Linked DNA regions of Mus musculus: all the other regions are linked to region 1. Evidence: chromatin contacts called from public promoter capture Hi-C data. All regions are on one chromosome and are shown on one strand. The core of a region is the stretch at or near the end of the contact, and the rest is flanking DNA. Distances in the headings are between cores, read along the strand shown.

Region 1 (2,890 bases), core at 160-2,659:
ATAGAACCATTACTCACACGCAAGACTGAGCCTGTGATGCCAACCCCAGGATTGCTTGCTAAAAGAAAATAAAAATTCCACATTACCCAAGATAAAAATCCAGGAAAAAATCAGTGATTATACAATATGAAATAACTGGGAAGGTGTGGACAATTATCAGAATAAAATACATCCAAGAGCTTTCAAGTGAGATGATCAAGATGAATATAAGTATCAAAAGTGTTAGACATTAAAACCAAAGCAGTTTAATGATTTTTTTTTCTCCTGGATAAGAGCTATATGCGAGAAATATAAATGCCAGAACCCGTGTGCACAAATGTTCACGAGAGTTGATCAACAATGCCAAAACATAGATTTGGGTGTTAACTGTAAGAATATTTGCAAGAATATTTGCATGGGGGAGGGGGGAGCTAGAGAGATGGCTCAGTGGTTAAGAGCAGTGATTGCTCTTCCAGAGGTCCTGAGTTCAGTTCTCAGCAACCACATGGTGGCTTACAACCATCTGTAATGGGATCGGATGCTCTCTTCTGGTGTGTCTGAAGACAGCTACAGTGTACTCCTATAAATAAAATAAATAATCTTTTAAAAAGAATACTTGAATGCACGTTGTGACAAAGTGCAGGGTTTGGGGCTTAACTGTCACAAGAAAGAATTGTGAATATGCATGACTGAAATAAAAGTGAGCTACATGCAACTAACTGCAAACTCAGAAACTACGCGGAACTAAAAGCAACCCTCTGTCACAGTAAATTGTACCATTTCTCACTTTAAAAAATAAGCATACAGTATATGAACTAAATCTTTTATAAAGAACGAGAATAAACCCAAAGGGCCAGTGTTAAATCTGGGGAAAGGTAGTGAGTTGGGGTCAGAATTGTATCAATACTATTTCCTATTTCTAAAACCTTGGGGTGGCTCCTCTGTGTACAGGGCTTATCTCTCACACATATTAAATATTTTTAAAGCTAAGTTTTTAAGCAACAGCCCAAGAAGGAGAGATATCTCCCTTCATTAATATGACTTTTCCATCCAAATACTAAGCAGCCTAACTACACAAGCCAGGTGGAGCTAAAAGTGAGACCCTATGTTCTCACAGGAAAAAAAGTTTATCTTTTTGACGTGGCCTACAGAAGCCTGACAGAGGTTCCAAGTGGTATGTATGAAACAGTAATGTCCGGGGCAACCTGGTTTAATCCTCAGTCTCTGTCCAAAAATAAAAATAAAGTATCTTCTCCAAAGACTCGAGCCTCCCACCTTATTGCTCGCCCCAGTAAACCCTAGGCAACGCGCAAGCCCGTGGGCTATCGAGCCGCGCCGAGTCACTTCCGCCTCTGCGCCCTAGCCCCGCCCCGGAAACGGAAGCGCCTTTCTCTAGGGTCCTTCGGCCTGCGGAGAACTCGGCTGCGATGGCCGCCGGGCCGGGCTGTCCTCACAACGCCTGCTCAGGAGCTCGGTAAGGCCGAAGCGAAGCAGAGCCTCAGGACGGGCTGCTGGCTCCTGGGCGTCGTCTCCGCACCGCTGCTCCAGGCTCGCGGTCCGGCGGTGTGAGTTCTCCCCCACCCCAGGGAAGGGCGGGTCCGGCGGCGCGAGGACAGCCCGGCGCGAGGCCCCCGCGGCTCCGGTGGGGACGTCGCTGCGGGCGGCACTGCTGCTGGCGTCCAAGATGTCGACCAAGAATTTCCGAGTCAGTGACGGGGACTGGATCTGCCCTGACAAGAAGTGAGCGTGGCGGGATACCGTGGGACCTGGGGTGGCCGGGAGGTCCCTGTGAGGGCGGCGACGGGGTCGCGGCCTTTGTGGGGACGGCGGGGCGGTCGCTGCCGGCCTTGAGCGGTCGCGGGCGGCCCGCACGTGACCCCGCGCGGAGCTGAGCTCACGGTTCAGTGGCCCTGCTCCGAGCTCTGCCGGGGCCGCTCGCTGTCCCTCCCTCCCTCCGTCCCTCGCTCCCTCCCTGCGGCCGCCGTGCTTTCGGGCCTGCGATCCGTCCCCAGTGACTTGGCTTTTCTCATCCTCCTGCCGAGAGGCAGGAGGCCTGGGCACGTACGTGGCCGGGAAGCCGGTGTGCTCCGCTTATGGCCACAGAGATCGTTCTGAATAGGTGTCCCTATTTTTAAAGAAAAGTGATGTACCAGCTCGTGTTCTTGGAAAGCCAGAGTCAGAGCTGAAGGAAACCCGGGTTTACTCTTCTGTCTACTGCAGAGCGTCTAGCCTGAAGTACCTTTGCTAGAAAATACATTGCTCGACTACAGTTAACACCGAAATAACATGGGCAGTGTGTGGAGAGCAAGGAAATGATGTCACTCAGATCCACTTGGTTGGTATCAGACTGATATCAGGCTAAGCATACCAAGTCAGCAGACTAGAACCGAGATCCTCTTGGACTGTCACTGCAGGAACTGTGTGACACTTTGGAACCCTTCAGAGATTAAGACACCAGCCTCTCTGCCTTCTGTGTGACTCGTAGAAAACTGTGCTCTTGTGTTCTTACTGAAAGCACCCATGTATATTTTGGGAGGACCCTTCATTCAAAGTCCTGTACACCTAAACTCGGCAGAAACTAAATGTTATTTGTACTGAATATGTAAATCAAGGAGACAGTTTTCAGAATATATTTTCAGTTTTACTTGGAACGTGTGTATTTTTTTTTAACAGAAAAAGGGACCTTAAAGTTGTCTGGAGCCATTCAGTTTAGTGTTACACTTCCTTTCACTATTTTATCTCATTCATTGTTTTTTAATAGGGTGGTGGATTCTTTGTCGTTACTTATTTAAGCTTTAAATTGGAGTATCTAACTGCTTTAACAAATACTAAAGTAGTGCAAGTGTGTGAAAACTTAACTAGTTAATGTCATAAGGTTACACTTTTTTCTGTTGGTTGTGGTTTTGTTTTC
Region 2 (2,890 bases), core at 279-2,778, 4.8 Mb before region 1:
TGGGTGTTTGCAGCCAACCATTGGACTCATCATGGGGACCCCAATGGAGGAGTTAGAGAAAGGACTGAAGGAGCTGAAGGGGTTTGCAACCTGTAGGAAGAACAACAATATCAACCAACCAGACCCCCCAAAGCTCCCAGGGACTAAACCACCAATCAAAGAGTGCACATGGAGCGACCCATGGCTCCAGCTGCATATGCAGCAGAGGATAATTTTGTTGGGCATCAGTGGGAGACGAGGCCCTTGGTCCTGTGAAGGCTAGATGACTCAGTGTAGGGAAATGCTGTCAGTGTAGGTCAGTCTGTTGTAGTAGAAGCAGTGGGAGGGGTGATGGGATAGAGGGTTTCCAGAGGGGAAACATGGAAAGAGGATAACATTAAAAATGTAAATAAAATATCCAATTAAAAAAAAAGGGCTTTTGTGGGGAGTGAAGAGATAGCTCAGTGGTTAAGAGTACTGGCTGCTCTTGCAAAGGTCCTGGGTTTAGTTTTCAGAACCCACGTGGTGATTTAACAACCATCTCTGGTTCCAGAGGATCTGATGTCCACTTCTGACCTCTGCAGGCAATGCACACACATTGTGCTTAGGCATATATGTAGGAAAAATATCCATACACGTTACATAAAATCCAAAAACTAAAGTTGTTTTGTGTGTGTGTGTGTGTGAAACAAAAAGGACACAAAACACTTTCAAGCAAAACTGGCCATGGTAGCACGTGCTTTTAATGTCAGCACGTGGGAGACAGTGGTAGGCAGGTCTCTCTGTGAGTTCAAGGTAGCTTTAGGTCAGGCAGGGCTTCATAATGAGACCTTGTCTCAAAAAAAATTAAAAGAAATATTCAAAGAATAATTAAAATGGATGAGTAATAGTGTTACAACAAAAATTTTTTTCAAAATTAGAAAACAGAATGACCAGAAATACTGTATATTTTTTCCCTTCTGTATGGTGTCTGTGTGTACGTGTGTGTACGTGTGTGTACGTGTGTGTGTGTGTGTGTGTGTGTGTTTACAGGCCCACTTATGGAAGCCAGAAGCAGGTGTTGGGTGCCACCTCTTTCTGACTTGATCTCTTGAAGCAACATCCTTCACTGAACCCATTTTTTTTCCCCTGTAGGTTGGCAGTCATTAAACCCCAGTGATCATATTTCCATTTTGTCGTCCTTTAAGATTTAGAAATCTTGGACCACATAGCCAACTAACTGATAGCACCACACCAAAGGGAAACATCAAATATTGTGGATCCCCAAATTATCTTTTTAAAATTTCCTCCTTAAATATTGTGTCTATTTTACAAAACAAACCTAGAAACATAGCTGAGTAAGTAATTCTCCAATTAGGTTGCCCCGGCCACTCCAGAACCTGAATGGAGGAAGGTGTATGCGGTGGCAAACAAAACAAAACAACAAAATGAAGCAACAAAACAAAACAAAAACTAAAACAACTCAAGGCCACTACCATGGGAAGAACAAACCAAACCACACCCCCCCGTGCACGGCAGCGGCAGCGCTGCTTTACGGCACTCGCCCCGCCCCTTTGCTCTTCGGGGCGTGAGAAGCCGGCAAACATGGCGGCCCCCTGCTTCCTCACTCTGCGGGTGGCTACCCTGGCCGCCTTGGCGCTCTTGTCTCTCGGCAGCTCTGCCGCTGGACACATCGAGGTAGGCATCGGTGTCTGTTGAGGACCGACCCCAGGGAGGACCGTGTGACTGTGAGCGCCTCAGGTGCAGGACGCACGGCCCCTGAGGGCAGCCGCCTGCAGCGTCTTCCCTCCCCGGGCTGTGTTGTGGGATTCAGGACCGTCCGTCCTGAGGACAGGGACCGGACACAGCCTTTTAGAACGCCCTGTTAAGAGTGCGAAGCCAGCGGTGACGAGGGAGGAGGACCCGGTCCTCTGCTCCTGTGACAGGCAGGGCACGCGTGGGGACTGTCATGGCTTTGGTGTTTTGCTCCTCCGCCCTGACCTCCTCCTCCCTGAGGCTGCAGGACGTCTGGTTTCTTTACGATGCTGTTACCAGCGATTTCCCCAGCGACGCGACTTGGATTTCTAGCATTATTTTTTAGACCTGCTTGCCCGGGCGTCAGCACACACTGTAAAAACACCTCGTCCAAGTTTATCACCGAGGCTGCCCTAGTCTCCTAACTCAGCAGGGGCAGTTCTGGTTTAGTCTGTTCTCTGAGCTGAGGACGGAGTAACTTTTCAAATGCTGACCTGATCATGTCACTCAGGACCCCTTCTTGAAATCTCTTACACCTTCTTTAAATGTCTAGCTTTGTTAAGCTTTCAGTTTCACAAACCACTGGGACCCTTTTGCCATTGGCCCAATTTTTTTTTTTTTGGTCTGGAATTGTCTTTTCATCTTTTGGGTATTCGCCCAAAATGTCACTTCTGTAGGGAAACCTTCCCTTACAAAGTCATGTTCCCCTGTTACAATTACAGACCACATTTGGTGTCTTTATATATTGTGTGGTGAGTTCTTTGCTAACGTGTGTCTATTTAACTGGACAGTAATCTCTGATGAAGGCACGCACTGTGATCTGCTGTCATCCCCGACAGGATAGATGTCTAAGCATACAGTGAATCCGTAATTGTACATTGTAGTGCAGTGCATTTACATGTCCACCTGTATTAAACTCTGATGTGCTTGAGAGAAGATTGCATGCCTTTTGGTGATTTTCCTATCACCGTATTCCGTGGTGCTTGGCACGTAGAAGGTGCTCCGTTAACTAAATGTTGACTGATTAACGTTACATTGCTGCTACAGAGTTCTCAGTAAAGTTTCAATGGAGCAACAAGTTTGAGCCTAGAAAGGACGCTAGAGATTATTTAGGTCAAATCTCATTTTCTTTTGGAGAAATTCAAGCTTAAAGTGCAAACTGACTTGCCCCAGTGTC
Region 3 (2,890 bases), core at 271-2,770, 3.6 Mb before region 1:
GGGCTCACCTGGACAGCACTGAGCGTGTACAGAAGGTGGGGGTCGTGCCCAATGCTAGCACTTATTCCCCCACACTCATGCTGGCACGACTTGATAAACACCAGGATTTCTTCTCGGTTCATGCGATGAAGCTGTCCCATGAGGTCCATCACAGTCAGGCCCCAATAGACGCCGCTCATTCTCAGGTATTCAGACATGCAGTATTCCTAGGAGAAGCATCTCAGATTTGCCACTCTGACTTTACATAACCCACCTCTACCTAAGTCAGCTGTGAACAACTCGTAAGGCTTTAGAGTGGCGGTTGCCGACCCTTTGGGCCCCACATTCTGATTCCTAACAATGAAACTAGTTATGAAGTAAGTAGCAACAAAAGTTATCTCATGGTCGGAGATCGCCACAACACGTAGAACTGTTAGGAAAGGTCACAGCAGCAAGAAGATTGAGAGCCAATACTCTTAGTCTCCAAGTGCTAACCTCAGGTGAATTAACCAAAAGCAGTATTGATGCCTACTGTTTACTAAGCATCAATTATTGCATTCTACAAATGAAGTCTATGAATACGGAAAGATAAATGACGCTAAAGATGGGAACCAAATGAAGCATTACCTCACAAGCATTTATTCAGGTGAAGGCCTCACTGGCGTGCTGCCAAACCAAACCCAAAAGAACCAGGTGCACAGTTGGCAAGAAGGCCACACATTTGGGCCTATGATTCCCACTAACTGAAAAGTTGTAAAGACAGTCAAATGCCACGCTCTCTAAGACAGAGAGCTGCTGCACAAATACTTTTACCCAAATGACTCCTCCTTGGAGGGTCCCCCCACAGCTTGGGCCTTCTCAAACTCAGCCACCCCTGCTTGCTGCTGGCAACCTCCCCGGCCATTTCCCCAGGCACACCATTACATCAAGTTTAGGTAAAACCTTTTCAAGGTCTCAGCGTAATTCTAGAGCTAAAGTGTTATGACACATCAGCGAATTCAGATAATACATGCCAACACATCATTGACCTTCAAGGTTTTACCCCAGACAGAAATGAGCAAACCCCTTCTACCTGCAGCCCTGCACTTCCGCCCTTTATGTACCAGCACATGACTGATGTGGTCAAATACCAACCTCTGATATACAAGGTACACCTATAATACATTTTAAATCAGGCCTCTCAATTAGTATTATACAAGTAAGTATTATACTTATTGCTGTTAGTCTTAGAAACCTTTCAACAGAAAAAAGAATCATACGCACATAATCATCTTTCTTTGAGCCATAGGAAGCAATATAATCGGCATGCTTCTCCAGCAACAGGGTGTCAGGCGCATCTGACTTGATAGTAACGTCTTTCTGCTGTGTGCCCTTCCAAGAAAAAAGCAGAGATCCCATTCACCATCCGGAAATCGTGACATCTCAGACTCACACATAGCCAGATCTCAGTACTTTTTTTCTTTCAGGTCTCAGAGTAATTCTAGAGCTAAAGTGGTTTATAATCAACTTTAGATTCAGAATACATGCCAGCTCATCATTGACCCGAATCTTGACGCTTATCTTTTGAGTTATGCCAGAAATACACACTCTTGCTTAACAAGTTTGAGGCTTCAGCGCACCTTTCTACAGTCTTCACATGCTAACCCCTTTGCTAAATAATCAGACCCATTAGCTCCAAATTCCACCTTCGATTCTAAGACTCACCCAATAAGTAGGTCAAAGCGATTGCCAAAATAAATTTCCTACTTTATTCAGAGTCTCGGCTATGAAGCCCTGTCTGGTCTGGAACTCCCTGTGTAGACCAGGCCACCTGCTTCTGCCTCACTTCTTTAATCCAAGAGTGTTAGGATTAAAAGGCGTGGGCCAAGGCCGACTTCCTTCCATCCCAGTTAAAATGTTTAACTATGAAACAACATTCGTAAATGATCATGTAACCTTCAAAATACAGGCACGTACAAGTCCCCGATGTTAAGAAAAAATATCAGGCGGCCCAATCCAGGAAGGCTCGCCCACGGTCCGCGGATAAGATCCCAGGCCTCGAGAAGTGCAGAAAACGCTGAGCCATACACAGCTCAAGCGGCAGTCCAAGTATGGCCTAAGGAGGCCGAGGCAGGGGCATTGCGGAGAGCTCCAGGCCAGCCTGGGCCCCACAAGAATGATCGCCTTGCAGGCCCGCCTGTTCCCCATGCTGTGCGAGCCCGCGATGCCCCGCAGCCCGACCCACCGCCCAGACCACCCCTGCCTCCGCGCACCGCAGCGACGGTGCTCTCACCATGTCCGACCGCCGAAAGACTGAAGCGCGCGGGAGCACGGGGAGTCAGGGCCCGCGCGCCTGCGCACACGCGCCCGCCCGGCCGCCCACGCCCTACGTAGCTGGCCACGCTCTGCCCGAAGGACCCCGCGGCCGCGATTTAGCCGGTCGCACACCTGCCTGAAGGACTCCGCGGTCACGATGCAGCCGGCTACGAGTCTGCCTGAAGGACCCCATGTCGCTCAGTTTGCAAAGAGCTTTCCTTAGCATTCAAGGAGCCTGGACATTGATGTCAACCACAGCGTTCAAACCCGGAGTGCTAGTGCAGACCTGTTATCCCAGCACTGGGAAAGCGGAGGCAGGAGGATCAGTGATCCAAATCCTCAGCTGTGTAGGCACTTGGAAGCCAACCTGAGCTCGAGTCCCTATCCCCAATACCCTCGAAGATTGATCAGTTATAGAGTGTCTGTTACCCAGCTAATCAAAAAGCGCCACATATATTGCTATGGAAAGATCCTTGAAAGACACCAGGTGAAAATACATGCTTCGTTTTGATCCCAGAAATCATTAAAATAAGGTTAATTTTTCCACTCTGTGCTGGTAAATTAATATGGTTTAACCTCTTCATTTTTAACCTTTTTTTAAAGTCCTGGGCCTTGA
Region 4 (2,890 bases), core at 183-2,682, 3.6 Mb before region 1:
TAGATGACAGGTCTGAGTCACATTGCTTGCTTGAAATATCTCAGACTCTTTGACATGACGTTTGACAGGACCAGAAAACAGAAAACCACCAGAGGAATTAAGTGACTCACCCAATCTTACAGAGGTATAATGACCCAAGTCTAGAACTTATCAGTGGTTTTTGACTCTGGTGTTTTTTTTTTTTTTTTTTTTTTTTTTTTTCTATTAAACTATACTAGATCTGGGATAACCTTCTGTCAATGGGTATTGAGTTGTAATCACCGATGTCTTAGTTAGGGTTTTACTGCTGTGGACAGACACCATGACCAAGGCAACTCTTATAAGGACAACATTTAATTGGGCTGGCTTACAGGTTCAGAGTTTCAGTCCATTATCATCAAGGTGGGATCAGGGCAGCATCTAGGCAGGCATGATGCAGGCAGAGCTGAGAGTTCTACATCTTTATCTGAAGACCACTTCCACAGTAACACACCCACTCCAACAAAGCCACACCTTCAAATAGTGCCACTCCCTGAGTTGAGCATATACAAACCATCACAGCTGAATATTAGATAGATTGTATGGGAAGCTGTACTTAGGAACAAGAAAAGAAAAATGTGAATTGGAAGTGCTTTGGACTATTAAACCACCTCTACAGTGTAGATTTAAACTCATGGCCATCCTCGTGCCTCTGTCTCCCGAATGCTTGGATCCCAGACACTAGTCCCGCATCTGCCACTCTTTTAAAGCCCTGACTCCTTTATATTTTCAGATTAGCCCTAAACTTTAGCTTTTCCTGTTGCCTGGGGGCAGTAGCAGGATATACCAACCTGCCCCTCGTTAGCACCCAGGAGGGGACAGTTCCAGGGAACTTGAAACTTTGCCAGTAGGCCTCCTAACCAGAGCGAGAAAGAATGGGACCCCAGGGCCTAAGTTTCTGTAGGAGGTTAAGAAATCAGGGCACCAACTCTAACCCAGATAGGCAAACTTTATTTGCCTTTTCCTGGCAGCTCAAGAAGCGATGCTGAACTCTCAAAATGAAGAGCCTTGGGACCCGAGCAAGGTCACCTGCCAGGGTCTGGTGACAGGCCATTTGTGGGAATTCACTTCTCTTTCCCTGCAGGTCCTCCAGCTTAACATCTTCCCTCAGGAGGACCAGAAGTAGCTGACACTCCAGCGCATCGCCCAGGTGTGATTCAGGGTCTGCGGAGGAGGACTGCTCTTTTAGGTGATGGACAGATCCTGTCTCAGTCAGCTGGGGACCCCGGTGCCCTTGAGAAACAGGAATGCCAGACTGGGGTTCAGTCCAACAGCCCCCTTGAATCCTGCTGACTGGAATGTCCCTGCCGTCCTCAGCCGCTACCAACTGTCGCTGGACGAGGGTGCCGTGCCAGGGCTGGCGGCGCCCGTGGGACGGAGGGCTCGGCGAGTGGGGAGGGGGACGCGTGGGGAGGGCGGGCGCGCGATCGAGGGAGGTGGGCGCTGGGTTGGCGCTCCGGGGACCCGGCGCTGCGCCTCCAGTAGAGGCGCCGCACAGCAGAGGGGGCCGCCGTGGCCGCCGCAGAGCGTGCGGGGGCTCGGTCTGGCGGCGGGCAGCTGAGGGGCGACTGCGCCCGCGCAGCAGAGCCGAGTGGAGTGGAGCGCGCAACCTGACCGCCGCCGCCTGGCATATGCCATCACCGCCACAAAGAGCTCGCTGAGCTCAGGCGACGGAGCTCCCGGGGCTGCGCGGCACAGGAGGCTCTGCGCGGCGGACCCGGGGGGGAAGGGACCAGACTGAGGATGGCCCGGAAGAGAAAGCCCCCCAGCAGCCAGGGTGAGTCCTTCTCGTCTCCACCTCCATATCCACGTCTCCGCTGGCGGTATCGCAGCCTGGCTTGGCCAAGTGGCAGGTAGCAGCGGGCAAGAGTTTGCCTTCTGCAGGGGATGGGTTGGGGAGAGACTCTTCTGCACACGGTTGTCTCCCTCGGCCTCGGGGACTCTTGAGAAGGAGTTTGTCTCTGGTTTGGAACCTGGAGACTCTTGTCACCACACTCCCTTTCTACACTGCGGCTTGGGGATCGGGTATCTGTTGCATTTTGCCTGGCTCCTGAGGAGAAGTGACTTGGTTGCTAGAGTCAGTCTCTCTCCCTCTCCTGTTCCAACCTCTATCTCTCTATCTTCATCTCCTCTCATCTGTCTCTTTTCCTAAAGCCCTGATTCTTTCCCCTCCTTCATCTCCCGGGGCACGCGGGGAGGGGCGGCTGCGGGGGGGGGGGGGCAGGCAAGTTCTGCATCCATTTTCTTAATCTTCCCATCCCTGGTTGTCTGGCTGTCTCTCTCCCCACCCCAACCTATTGTCAAGGGCCTTGCTACTAGCCAGATCCTTGTGGGCTCTTGTCCAGACGGGCTTGGACTCCAACTGGGTCATCCCCCTGTTGCTTCTTTGGAAATACATTTGCCAAAAGTTGGAAAGTTGAGGGGTGGAAAGGATGCTGGAAGGTTGTGGGAAGAGCTTGTTGCTAGGGTAACTCGAGGCACCTCTGCTCACTTTGGGCGAAACCAGGGAAAACCTGCCTCCTGCTTGGCTCCCATCAGCCCTGGGGAACAGGTGCGCGGAGCGCAAACTCAGCGAGGTAGTGACTCGCTGCCAGATCCTTCCCTGGCTGCAGCACTGGGGACAGAGGGAAGGGGGTGACAAGGCACCAAGCAGCACGAGAAGGGCATGCATATACAGACAGGAACCCGAGGGTTGTTTCCAGGAAGAACGATCAATGTTTAAAGTTGGTTTGCAACGCAGTGGACCTCATAGCCTGTGGGACAGAGACTCCTTACACCCCTTGGGGTTATCCCTTGGGGTCATCCCGCGGTGAGAGCTAGGCCTAGGATGAAATGTGTTGCTTTGGACCACAGCAGTGCAAGGACCTTGGGT
Region 5 (2,890 bases), core at 207-2,706, 3.2 Mb before region 1:
ACCGTAAGCGATTTACACTGGTTTCTTTAAGGTGTGAATTGCCACTTAGTGCTCAGTAAGTCAACATTTTAGCTACTAAAGGATTAGTTTTAACCAGTGCAAAAGCGGGCCGAATAATGGAAATATCCAGCTGAATTTAATTTGTTCCATTAAAAAAAAAAAAAAACTCACCCAATGCGGGTCAGAATATTTTAGAGCACGCGGACGCGTCGCTCAAGTGTCCCCAATCCCTGGCTGCACTTTCAGTTTTGTTCTATAAACGAATGCAATCTCTCTGAGAAGTCTAGTTTAGGGCGAGTGGGTCCGCGGATTCCAGCAGCCCACACCCCTCGCTTTTGCGTCCCTTTGTCTCCTTTTCCTCTGTCTTCCGAAAGCTCCAGGTGAGCCAGCGGCCGCACGCCTGGGTAGCCCCGGCGCAGCTGCTCCCGGGCGCGTCTTCGTGGACAGAAAGCATCCAGACAGAAACGCTACCCGCAACCGTCAGACAAACACGAAGCCAGCACTACTCTGCCCATGTCCAGCCGATACCCCCACCCCGGCCCTGCTCTCCAACAGTTTAGGAACCGAGTTCCACCATAAAATGCGAGCACCCACGGGTCTTGCCTCCGGAGTAGGTGACAGCTTGCCAGGTCTCCCCGTTAGGCTCGCCTCGTACTGCGAAATTTGCCCTTTTGGTATTTCCAACGAAATCGTTCTTTTGTCCCTTTCTAAGAGCGGGCGGGCCCTGGAAGACTCAAGTCCCCAGGTCTGTCGCCGCCGGGTCTCAAGCCCCACATTCACCTTATCCGTGGCAAGAGCCAGCGTTCAGCAGAGCGCAGCCATTGGTATCTGGTGCCCTGAGACAAACACCTAGACCCCCGGCCCCTGCCCCAGACTGCCGCGAACAGCCCGTCACGTAGAATACAAGCAGGACTCACGTTGCCCCGTGAGCGTCTTAGGCTCCAGGTTTCGTCTCCCAAATTAGAGTGTCCATGCCTTAGGTTAAGTGAGCCCGTGGGGAGGGGACGGAGTGATTACTACCTAACGCTACTACGTAATAAAAAAAATTGTCAGGTCTGGAGACGAGGCAGTGACAGGTAGTTTCCCAGCCTGGTTTAGGGGCCGGACAACTCTCTTCTCTCAAGGAAACTCCTATTCAACAGATCCCGCCCGGTGTAGGCTCGCTTACCTTCTCGCGGGGAACCGCCAGCTCCGGCACTTCCTTTCCCTCCAGCTTACACACAAACATCTGATCGCTCTTCCAATACATGGCCCCGCAGGCGCTGCTCGTCACATACCAGCTCCAGAGGGTCAGAGGCTGTGGGTGTCCGCAGTGTCCCCTCCTCCGCCCCCAAAGGCCAAGGAAAGCTAACAGGCAGAACAGCGATGCCACCAGTGTGTCTTGTTCCAAAAAGGCCACAGTGACCGTAACCACTCTCTGACCCACTGTTCTTCCTCTCTCAGCCACACTAAGGCCTGTCCCTCCAGGAAAAGAGGGAAAGTTGTGTTTTCCAGAGGGTGGAACCTCGCAGAGAGGAGGGGGTGTGGGGGAAAAGTCTTTTCCTGAAGGGACAGCCTCACCTCCTTATGAAAAACCCGCCTTCTCTACATGTTAAGATCTTTATCTGCACCAGACAACTTACTCTGAGTTCAGTGTTAAAGGTGGGGGGGAATTGCGGATGTCCGTTAACTTGCCTTTTTTTTTTCTTTTTAAGAATAAGCTTTCTGCCTCTGAGTTGTCTTTAAATTCTCGCTCCCCAGCCAAAACCTAAACAAAGATTCGGGTTACAGCTCTTTCAGCGGCTCACGGAGGGAAAGCGGAGGTCTTCTGGATTCCCAAGTCTTAGGTCTCCCTAAATGCGCACCAATGGTTCTCTCTACATTTTCGAAAGGTTTTCCCGTTAAGATAATGAAGGGACAAACGAAGGACTAGATTTGATTCGCGACTAGATTTGAAATCAAGGATACAAGAAAAACGAAAGTATGTTACGATTTTTTTATTTTCTTTAATTCTAGACAAACGGTATGCCATAGATAGACTGCTGCGCACTCCACATTCCCGTGCTTAAGTGTGAACGTTTGAATGTGAGTAGGGTAGAGATAATTTTTATCTGAATTGGAAAGTGTGAGGTTTTTTGTTTGTTTGTTTATGAGGTCTCACTTTGTTTATAGAAGAAAAATTTTGTAAGAAGTTATTTTTTAATTACTTTTATTTATTTGTCCCTTTAGATAAGCAAAAGAGAAACGTTTGGAATTTAAGTGATATAAGAACATCCTGGAGTCAGTTTCTCAAGCCTTATAACAAAACCATGCTTTTGTTACCTTAGTTAGACAGAAATATATGTAGTGAAACACAAGGAAGAGCAATCTTACTCCCTTGTCTTATTTTAGCGGGAGAAGAAGAACCCAGACCAGCCATCAGGGGTAGTGGAGGGGCCAGCAGCAACTAATGCTGACCACACTTTCTCTGGACAAAATGAGCATTGGGGTGGGCAGGGATTAAAGGTTTTCTTTGATTGCCCCTTTCCTCCTTAAACACAGAGGACGTTTGAACATACGCCATCTCGGCTCTCCTTTTCAGCCATTACATACACTTTCATATTAGCACCCTCTGGCCGATGCCCATCAGGAGATCTCCATTAAATTTAGCGTGGAGTATGAGGGACCTGAGATTTAAGAATCGACTGTATTCTGGTAAAGCATAGAACGGTGGAGGTTTGGACCGACTGCCCGAAAAGCTAAATAGTGGTTGTTGTTGCTGCTGCTGCTTCTGTGGCTTCTGCTGCTGATTTTCGTCAAAAGCGAAAATCAGGAGTGGGTGAGGGAATCCACATAATAAAGTATTTTCCATACGATTCTGATCAGAGATGAGAGAGAGAGAGAGAGAGAGAGAGAGAGAGAGAGAGAGAGA

What was found. Promoter capture Hi-C pulls out the DNA fragments that hold promoters and counts their contacts.
Region 2: a contact with region 1 is called in a promoter capture Hi-C map of pre-B cells. The contact joins the promoter of Pigk here to the promoter of Zranb2 in region 1. A contact is called at or near these places in 2 of 39 promoter capture datasets (the C10 cell line and pre-B cells) and 1 of 484 Hi-C or Micro-C datasets (CD4 T cells).
Region 3: a promoter capture Hi-C map of pre-B cells shows a contact between it and region 1. The contact joins the promoter of Rabggtb here to the promoter of Zranb2 in region 1. A contact is called at or near these places in 3 of 39 promoter capture datasets (cranial neural crest, liver and pre-B cells) and 6 of 484 Hi-C or Micro-C datasets (CD4 T cells, muscle stem cells, pancreatic cancer cells and 2 more).
Region 4: a contact with region 1 is called in a promoter capture Hi-C map of pre-B cells. The contact joins the promoter of Slc44a5 here to the promoter of Zranb2 in region 1. A contact is called at or near these places in 2 of 39 promoter capture datasets (cranial neural crest and pre-B cells) and 1 of 484 Hi-C or Micro-C datasets (B cells).
Region 5: a contact with region 1 is called in a promoter capture Hi-C map of second pharyngeal arch cranial neural crest. The contact joins the promoter of Lhx8 here to the promoter of Zranb2 in region 1. A contact is called at or near these places in 4 of 39 promoter capture datasets (cranial neural crest, frontonasal cranial neural crest, maxillary cranial neural crest and 1 more).

What each region holds. Positions count from the first base shown.
Region 1 is chr3:157,532,756-157,535,645 of GRCm38.p6, forward strand. Zranb2 (zinc finger, RAN-binding domain containing 2) reads left to right here and starts at 1,410. Exons shown (of 10, transcript NM_017381.3): 1 at 1,410-1,719. The coding sequence starts at 1,664. It overlaps 4930592C13Rik (RIKEN cDNA 4930592C13 gene), which reads right to left and starts at 1,335. Exons shown (of 2, transcript NR_152231.1): 1 at 1,255-1,335.
Region 2 is chr3:152,712,572-152,715,461 of GRCm38.p6, forward strand. Pigk (phosphatidylinositol glycan anchor biosynthesis, class K) reads left to right here and starts at 1,529. Exons shown (of 11, transcript NM_025662.5): 1 at 1,529-1,656. The coding sequence starts at 1,564.
Region 3 is chr3:153,910,683-153,913,572 of GRCm38.p6, forward strand. It overlaps Rabggtb (Rab geranylgeranyl transferase, b subunit), which reads right to left and starts at 1,521. Exons shown (of 8, transcript NM_011231.2): 1 at 1,243-1,521; 2 at 9-206. The coding sequence starts at 1,377. It overlaps Gm24494 (a small nucleolar RNA gene), which reads right to left and starts at 1,008; the gene lies at 928-1,008. Snord45c (small nucleolar RNA, C/D box 45C) reads right to left here and starts at 1,507; the gene lies at 1,447-1,507.
Region 4 is chr3:153,972,004-153,974,893 of GRCm38.p6, forward strand. It overlaps Slc44a5 (solute carrier family 44, member 5), which reads left to right and starts at 1,433. Exons shown (of 22, transcript NM_001081263.1): 1 at 1,433-1,795. The coding sequence starts at 1,762.
Region 5 is chr3:154,329,104-154,331,993 of GRCm38.p6, forward strand. Lhx8 (LIM homeobox protein 8) reads right to left here and starts at 1,457. Exons shown (of 9, transcript NM_010713.2): 1 at 1,169-1,457. The coding sequence starts at 1,249. It overlaps AI606473 (expressed sequence AI606473), which reads left to right and starts at 1,718. Exons shown (of 3, transcript NR_040387.1): 1 at 1,718-1,960.